Linked DNA regions of Zea mays: region 1 is linked to region 2. A link is a contact called in public Hi-C data. All regions are on one chromosome and are shown on one strand. The core of a region is the stretch at or near the end of the contact, and the rest is flanking DNA. Distances in the headings are between cores, read along the strand shown. Region 1 holds the start of LOC100384416. Region 2 holds the start of LOC100383668 (F-box/kelch-repeat protein SKIP11).

Region 1 (3,348 bases), core at 569-3,068, 790 kb after region 2:
TACTTCCACACGGTTGGCCCTCAACTCGTTGCACAAAAACGGTTTGTTCTTTCTCTATCCTACAGCCTTTCTCTTCTCCCCGCACTTTCTCGGTTTGTGGCCGCTCGATTCCTCTGGTGCGCCTCCTTCTCCCGTCGTGTCGGCCGGCCACCACACCTCCTCCACCCTTCGCCGCCCGTCGTGCCTCCTCCCTCCACCCGTTGAGTCTCCTCCCTCTGCCGGTCGTGTTGTCTACTCCCGCCGCGCCAGCCAGCCACCACGCCTCCTCCTCCCTCCGTCGCCCGCCATGTGACCTCCCTCCGCCGGCAACCGCGGGCAAGGATGTACTTTTGCTTGTAAAAACCTTGTTACTGGAGCTATGAATCATTTTCTACCCAAGCGCCACTAAAACTCCACAGTAAAGTTGCTCCATCCTACAGTTTTGGAACAGAGCTGCTCCAAAGTAGAGCAGAGTCATGCCAAACAGGCCCTAAATATCCTGCAATTAATTCAATACAGTTTGGTTCTATACTTTACATGTTAAAAATTGCCACACATTTTAAGCCACACTTGACTAAAGTTAGGCACTTAAATTATGTGCCACAGTTTGCCACGCCTAAGGAAATATTGTCACACTTTTACAAGTTTATGCAGCGGGAGAATAGTCTTGGCTAAACTGTGGCTATAAACCAAACACATGCCTACCTTGGTCAAACTTGCCTAAACTTAGGCGTGAGGCAGCGAACCAAACATGCCCATTGATATCATTGTTAGAATGGGCTCAACATTTCAACATACCCGTACATCCAAAAATGCACTGCATAAATTCTCATGCTTGAGTTCAAAATATATCTTAGGTATCCTCCAAATACACACAAAAGAACAAGACCTTAGATCGCAATTCCACATCAACTACATAGTGCATGAAGCGCAGCTTCATTTCAATTTCACTAGGCAGGTTTTACCAAAACTACTATCAATGGGATCTAGAAAAACGAAACAATTAAACAACCAAAACTCCACAGCATGCAAAATACTAAAAATGAGGAGCAATATTCGCATAACTTACTCGCCAAAGTGTTGTACTCTAAGCCGTTTATTCTGCAGGTCTCTGTCTTCATCCTCTTCGTCCAGGTTGCCCCACCCAACCTCCACACTGCCACCCGCATGGGAGGCGTCTAGGATACCACCCAACATGTCTCGGAACCTGAGAGAAGGGATAGATTGTCCGCCCAAGGCCGTTTTCGCATCATGCGAGCTACCAGCGGCGTCGGGGTTCCACTCCGGCAGAACCGCCGTCCAGTTATGTGAGCTGGGAGCGGGCTCCTGCCGCGGCGGGAGGTGCCAGCTTCGCCACCCCAGCGATAGCGCGAGTTCCAGCTCCTCTCGCACCTCCTCATTCCCATCTTCCTCGTCACCAGTTCCACCCCCAACGCCCTGCACGCCCTTCATCCGGCCCTCATTCGCCATGCCCTCAGGCCAAAAGATCAAAACCAAACCCTAGAGCCATCCCAGCGCCACTTCCGGCCAGACAGACCCGAACGCTCCTCCCCCACGCGTAACACTATGGAACTCACCGATTTGACACCACGGTACGGTGAACTCCACCGGATTCGGTCGAATCGACCTGGCCCAGCCACGCACGGACACCGGTAGTGCTGGCGCGCACGAAACAGGAACGAGTCCTCGGCGAGGTGGGCGGGGACTACGTCTCGTCGCGTCCGTACACGTATGCTCGAGTGGTGCCGCACCAGCAGGGCGGATCTGCGCGGCGCAGAGACGACGGTGGTGGCGGCAGGCTAGGGAGGTAGATCAGGGAAGGGTGAGAGGGACGGCTCGGATCGAGGGGGTGATGCGGCGCGGCCATATTATATGGTTCGGTACACTGACGGGTAGGGCCCGGGGCATCGGGGCCAGATGCCAGTGGAGTAGTTTTCTGCTGGACCGTGTTCTTGCTTAGGCTTTGCTATTGGAAAAAATTTTGCTGCAGCGGGCTGTAAACCAGAATATTTACAGTCTGTCTCACAAAAAGGAGAATAGACCCCACCTACAGGTTTATCAGGTAACGTTTTAATTGTGTTGTTGCACCTGTAGGTAGGGTATATCCTCTTTTTTGTGAGGGACTGCAAACATTCAAATTTGCAGACGGCTGCACCAATTTTTTTTCCCGGTGCACTCTTTTTTTATTGTTTGTTAGTACTAATACCATGAATAGGATCGTTCCACTAAATTTAAGCAATAGACTTAAGATACATCATATAATTTTAGATGGAGTGATTCTTTAAACCAAATAACTTTAATTTTTCCCTTTATCGCACTATGCAGATACCTCACCTCATCACCTACTTTCTTCCTTCCATAACGGTTCTCTCTAAATAATCGCTCTATAACCTACTATTACTATCATAAAATGTCATTTTTCATACATATCTCTACTACTCTATATAATGGTAGAGTGGGCGTCCACCTTTTTTGGTGAAGCACGCCCCCGCCTCTGTCTCCCGCAATCGTCTCTCACTACCGCGATCCCCGCCCGTCCATCCCACGCCCGCGTCGTCACGTCCGCCATCTCCTCCTCGTCTGCAGTCCTCAGAAGGTGAAAGGGAAATGTGCCCTTGGGCCATTTCTATAATGTTTTGGTGATTAAGTGTCCAACACATAGTAAGTGAGTTCATATGTGCCAAACAAATAAAAAGTGCAAATCATATAACAAGGTATGTTTCTAGACTTAGTCATTGTTTTGAGTACTAATGTATTTTGTCTAAGTGCTAGAAATAGGAAGAAAAGAATTGGAAAAAGACTTGGCTCTGTGCAGCCAACTCCAGCTCGGCTTGGCACACTGGACTGTCCGGTGGTGCACCGGACAGTGTCCGGTGCGCCAGGCTGGTCCGCGTGAAAAGGCCACTCTCAGGACTCGACGGCGGCGTACGGCTATAATTCACCGGACCGTCTGGTGGTGCACCGGACTGTCCGATGAGTCATCAGCGGCGAACTCGTCGCCCTCGGGAAAAGCAAAAAGGCGACGTGGCTATAATTCACCGGACTGTCCGGTGGTGCACCGGACTGTCCGGTGAGCCAACGGTCGCCAGCGCAACGGTCGGTCCAGCAATCCGCGGGCGACACGTGGCCCGCAGCAACGGTCAGTTAGGGCACACCGGACTGTCCGGTGTGCACCGGACAGTGTCTGGTGCGCCAACCGATCCCGAGGACCAACGGTAGGATGTGCCAGAAAAGGAAGGAGATCGCGCACCTGACAGCTACAGTAACTGTCCGGTGCACCACCCGACAGAAGGCAAGTTTGGCCTTCCAAGTTGGCCTCCAACGGCTCCTAGCTGCCTTGGGGCTATAAAAGGGGCCCCTAGGCGCATG
Region 2 (3,354 bases), core at 174-2,673:
TCAATACAAGCAAACCAATGTAAAGACCATCTAACATCCATTGTACATTATCTCCTTTATCATTTGACATTTGTTGATATTTTCTCACTTATGCACCATTGGTTCATTTTTCAATACTTGATCAAAGTCAATCCATTATCAAACTTTTCTTGTTCATGTAAAGCAAGGCCACTACCGAGACCAATAAAAAATCATCAACTCATATCTTATTGACGATTTCCCAAATATGCTTACTTTCACATGAAGCTATGATATCTCATTTATCAATTGCATTTACATGTTGTCTTATGCTTGAACTAGATTGTTGCCATATTTTTAGCACAAAATACATAACTTTGGTATTCATTTGAACACTACATGAAATATCATCAAGTTTGCATCCTTGTTGAACCTTTGATACCCTTTCTTTAAGTACATGAAATATACTTAAAATTTCAGTTTAACACTTAGCAAACTTATTAGATCTTTAATTATATTGTTATTCAATTTGCCAAAAAATTATTGAAGAGATAGATACACTTTCACTTATTCAGATGTTTAAACAAATAAAATAAAAAGTCATTTTTATAGTATCTTTAGTGATAAAATAATTCATAACAAAATAAATAATACTTATATAAAATTTTTAAAAAATATAAATAATAAAGTATGATATAAAATAAAAAATCACATAATTTAAGAAGAAAATATATAATAGTATTTTTATGAAGTAATCAAGTATATGTTAGTAATTATGTGTTACTAGGATATAGTCCGTGCTAGCGCTATGATCTTGGGAAGGGGAGAGGGAGGATCGACGATGGCGATGACGCGAGAGAGGTGCCGGTAGCAGAGTCACAAGTGAGGGGGAGAGGGAAGAGATGTTGGGTCGTGGAGAGAGGGGCCAGCGACGTTAGGGAGGGATCGACGATGGTAGCGGTACGAGTGAGGTGGAGGGGCGGTGGAGTCACGTGGGATGGGAATCAGACGATAAGAGGGGAGGGGGTGTGGGTCGCTGTAGAGGAAGGGAGATGAGAGATGATCTAAAATAATAGTGATCATTTTATTTAATGAAGAGAAATGAATCAAACGATCTGAATCGTTGATTTTGATGATGCGTTAAGTCTGTTTGTATTTTATTGGATGAGTTTTGCAAAAGTTTAAACGGATGAATTATAAAATGGTCTAGACATAAATATATAATTATATTATACCTGTTTAAAATATTTAAGAACGATTTCACACGGTCTAAACCGATGCAGTGAAACAGATGGCTTGACCGGTTCCATATGCGGCGGCGGCACACGCCATACAGCAGGGAAAGCATTCGCCGCAGACCCGTGGTAGAAGAAGAGGGTGAGACCAGTCCATCTATTTCTAGCTATCCATCTTCTATATATATACGCAGTTATATTATATGGCCAATTAGATAGAGATTAGAGAGGGAGCTGGGAATGAAATTTTGTACAGGGAAGAGAGAGAGAGAGGGTAGTTGATGGGAAGGGTTTGATGTGACTGCCCTTTCTTTTCGCTTTGCTTCCTGGATCCAACTGCCGCCGCCGCATCTGTCTTCGTTGATTCGGTGTTCTTCGATCGGATGCCTTTATCTGCCTAGGTACGTGCGCCGATTCTTGCGTCGGGGGATTCAATTCTCGGATGGGTGGAGGGGGATTCGTCATTCGTGTTACTGAGCTATGAGTGGGTGGATGGGTTCGTGAGGTGCTTACCAGATCTCAGCTTCTCGATCTGTCCTTCGCGATTTGTCGCCCAATTCGTTTACCTCCTCCTATTTCTGCTCGCAGATCGGAGCAAGAGCAAAGCGCGGGGTGTAAATCCTGAGAGGAGGAAGAGAAGGAGGAGAGGAGATCGAGACCGGCTCCCCCCGTCTTGCTTGTGCTTGTCGCGTACGGTTCTTGTAAGAACCCGCAGCTGCCGCGTCCGGTTCTTTCAAGAACCCGCGGCGGGGATGGATCTGTACGACAAGCGAGAGGACATGGCGTTGCAAGACGGGGACTCCTGCCTGGCTTCCCGGGCTTCGCGGGGCGGATGCGACGTCGATTTACAGTGGGTGGATGGCCTCCTCGAAGGCGCCGGACGGAAGCGGCGTGCGCCGGAAGACTTCGAAGACGAGGTCCAGAAAATGGACGAGGTGGATGGCGGTGGCAAGCGCAGCAAGCCGCCGTCACCGCAGCCACACACGCCAGATATTCATGAAGCTCATGTCCCTGGCCGCCGCACCACCGTGGTGGCTGGTGGTGGGGAGCACAGCGGTGGTGGGGGTGACCTCATAGGAGAAATCGGTCGGGACCTGTCCATCAACTGCCTCCTCCGGCTGTCTCGGTCAGAGTATGGCTCAGTGGCATCGTTGAATCATGATTTCCGGTCTCTGGTGAGAGGAGGGGGGATCTACAGGCTGCGGCGGCAGAATAACATAGCGGAGCATTGGGTGTACTTCTCCTGTAATGTTTTGGAGTGGGATGCCTATGACCCCTACCGCAAGCGTTGGATCTCGGTGCCCAAGATGCCGCCTGACGAGTGCTTCATGTGCTCGGACAAGGAGTCTTTGGCTGTGGGCACCGAACTACTTGTGTTTGGGATGGCACATATTGTCTTCAGATACAGTATACTGACAAACTCTTGGTCACGAGGTGAGGTGATGAACTCTCCTCGGTGTTTATTTGGGTCGGCAAGCGTTGGTGAGAAGGCATATGTTGCTGGTGGCACTGATTCTCTTGGCAGGATCCTTAGCTCAGCAGAGCTATACAACTCTGAGACACATACTTGGACACCTCTTCCTAGCATGAATAAGGCACGGAAAAATTGCTCTGGGTTGTTCATGGATGGCAAGTTTTATGTAATTGGCGGTGTGACAAACAACAACATGGTATTGACCTGCGGTGAAGTGTACGATGTGCAGAGCAAGACTTGGAGGGTGATCGAGAACATGTCTGGTGGTCTAAATGGAGTGAGCGGTGCACCCCCACTTGTTGCAGTGGTCAAGAATGAGCTTTATGCTGCTGACTATAGTGAGAAGGATGTGAAGAAGTATGACAAGCAGAATAATAGGTGGATCACACTTGGTAAATTGCCTGAGCGATCTGTGTCCATGAATGGATGGGGCCTTGCATTCAGGGCATGTGGTGAGAGGCTTATTGTCATTGGTGGCCCAAGAACGCCAGTTGGGGGAACGATTGAGCTAACCTCATGGATTCCTGATGACAAGCCACCTGTGTGGAATCTGATGGACAGACGGCCATCTGGAAATTTTGTGTATAATTGCGCTGTGATGAGCTGCTGAGTTCACTTCATCAAGGATTCTGCACAGTGATGTTTACAAAGAGAGGTATTCACAATGGAAGGCCTGTTTAGCTTCAG

Evidence for each region. A called contact is a pair of places that touch in the nucleus more often than the background predicts.
Region 1: a contact with region 2 is called in a Hi-C map of leaf, with 8 times the contacts expected there. The contact joins the promoter of LOC100384416 here to the promoter of LOC100383668 in region 2. A contact is called at or near these places in 4 of 25 Hi-C or Micro-C datasets (ear, leaf and tassel).

What each region holds. Positions count from the first base shown.
Region 1 is chr5:37,505,125-37,508,472 of Zm-B73-REFERENCE-NAM-5.0, forward strand. It overlaps LOC100384416, which reads right to left and starts at 1,819. Exons shown (of 18, transcript NM_001362362.1): 1 at 1,049-1,819. The coding sequence starts at 1,449.
Region 2 is chr5:36,715,183-36,718,536 of Zm-B73-REFERENCE-NAM-5.0, forward strand. It overlaps LOC100383668 (F-box/kelch-repeat protein SKIP11), which reads left to right and starts at 1,424. Exons shown (of 3, transcript NM_001176310.1): 1 at 1,424-1,698; 2 at 1,782-3,322. The coding sequence starts at 1,946. The coding sequence ends at 3,277.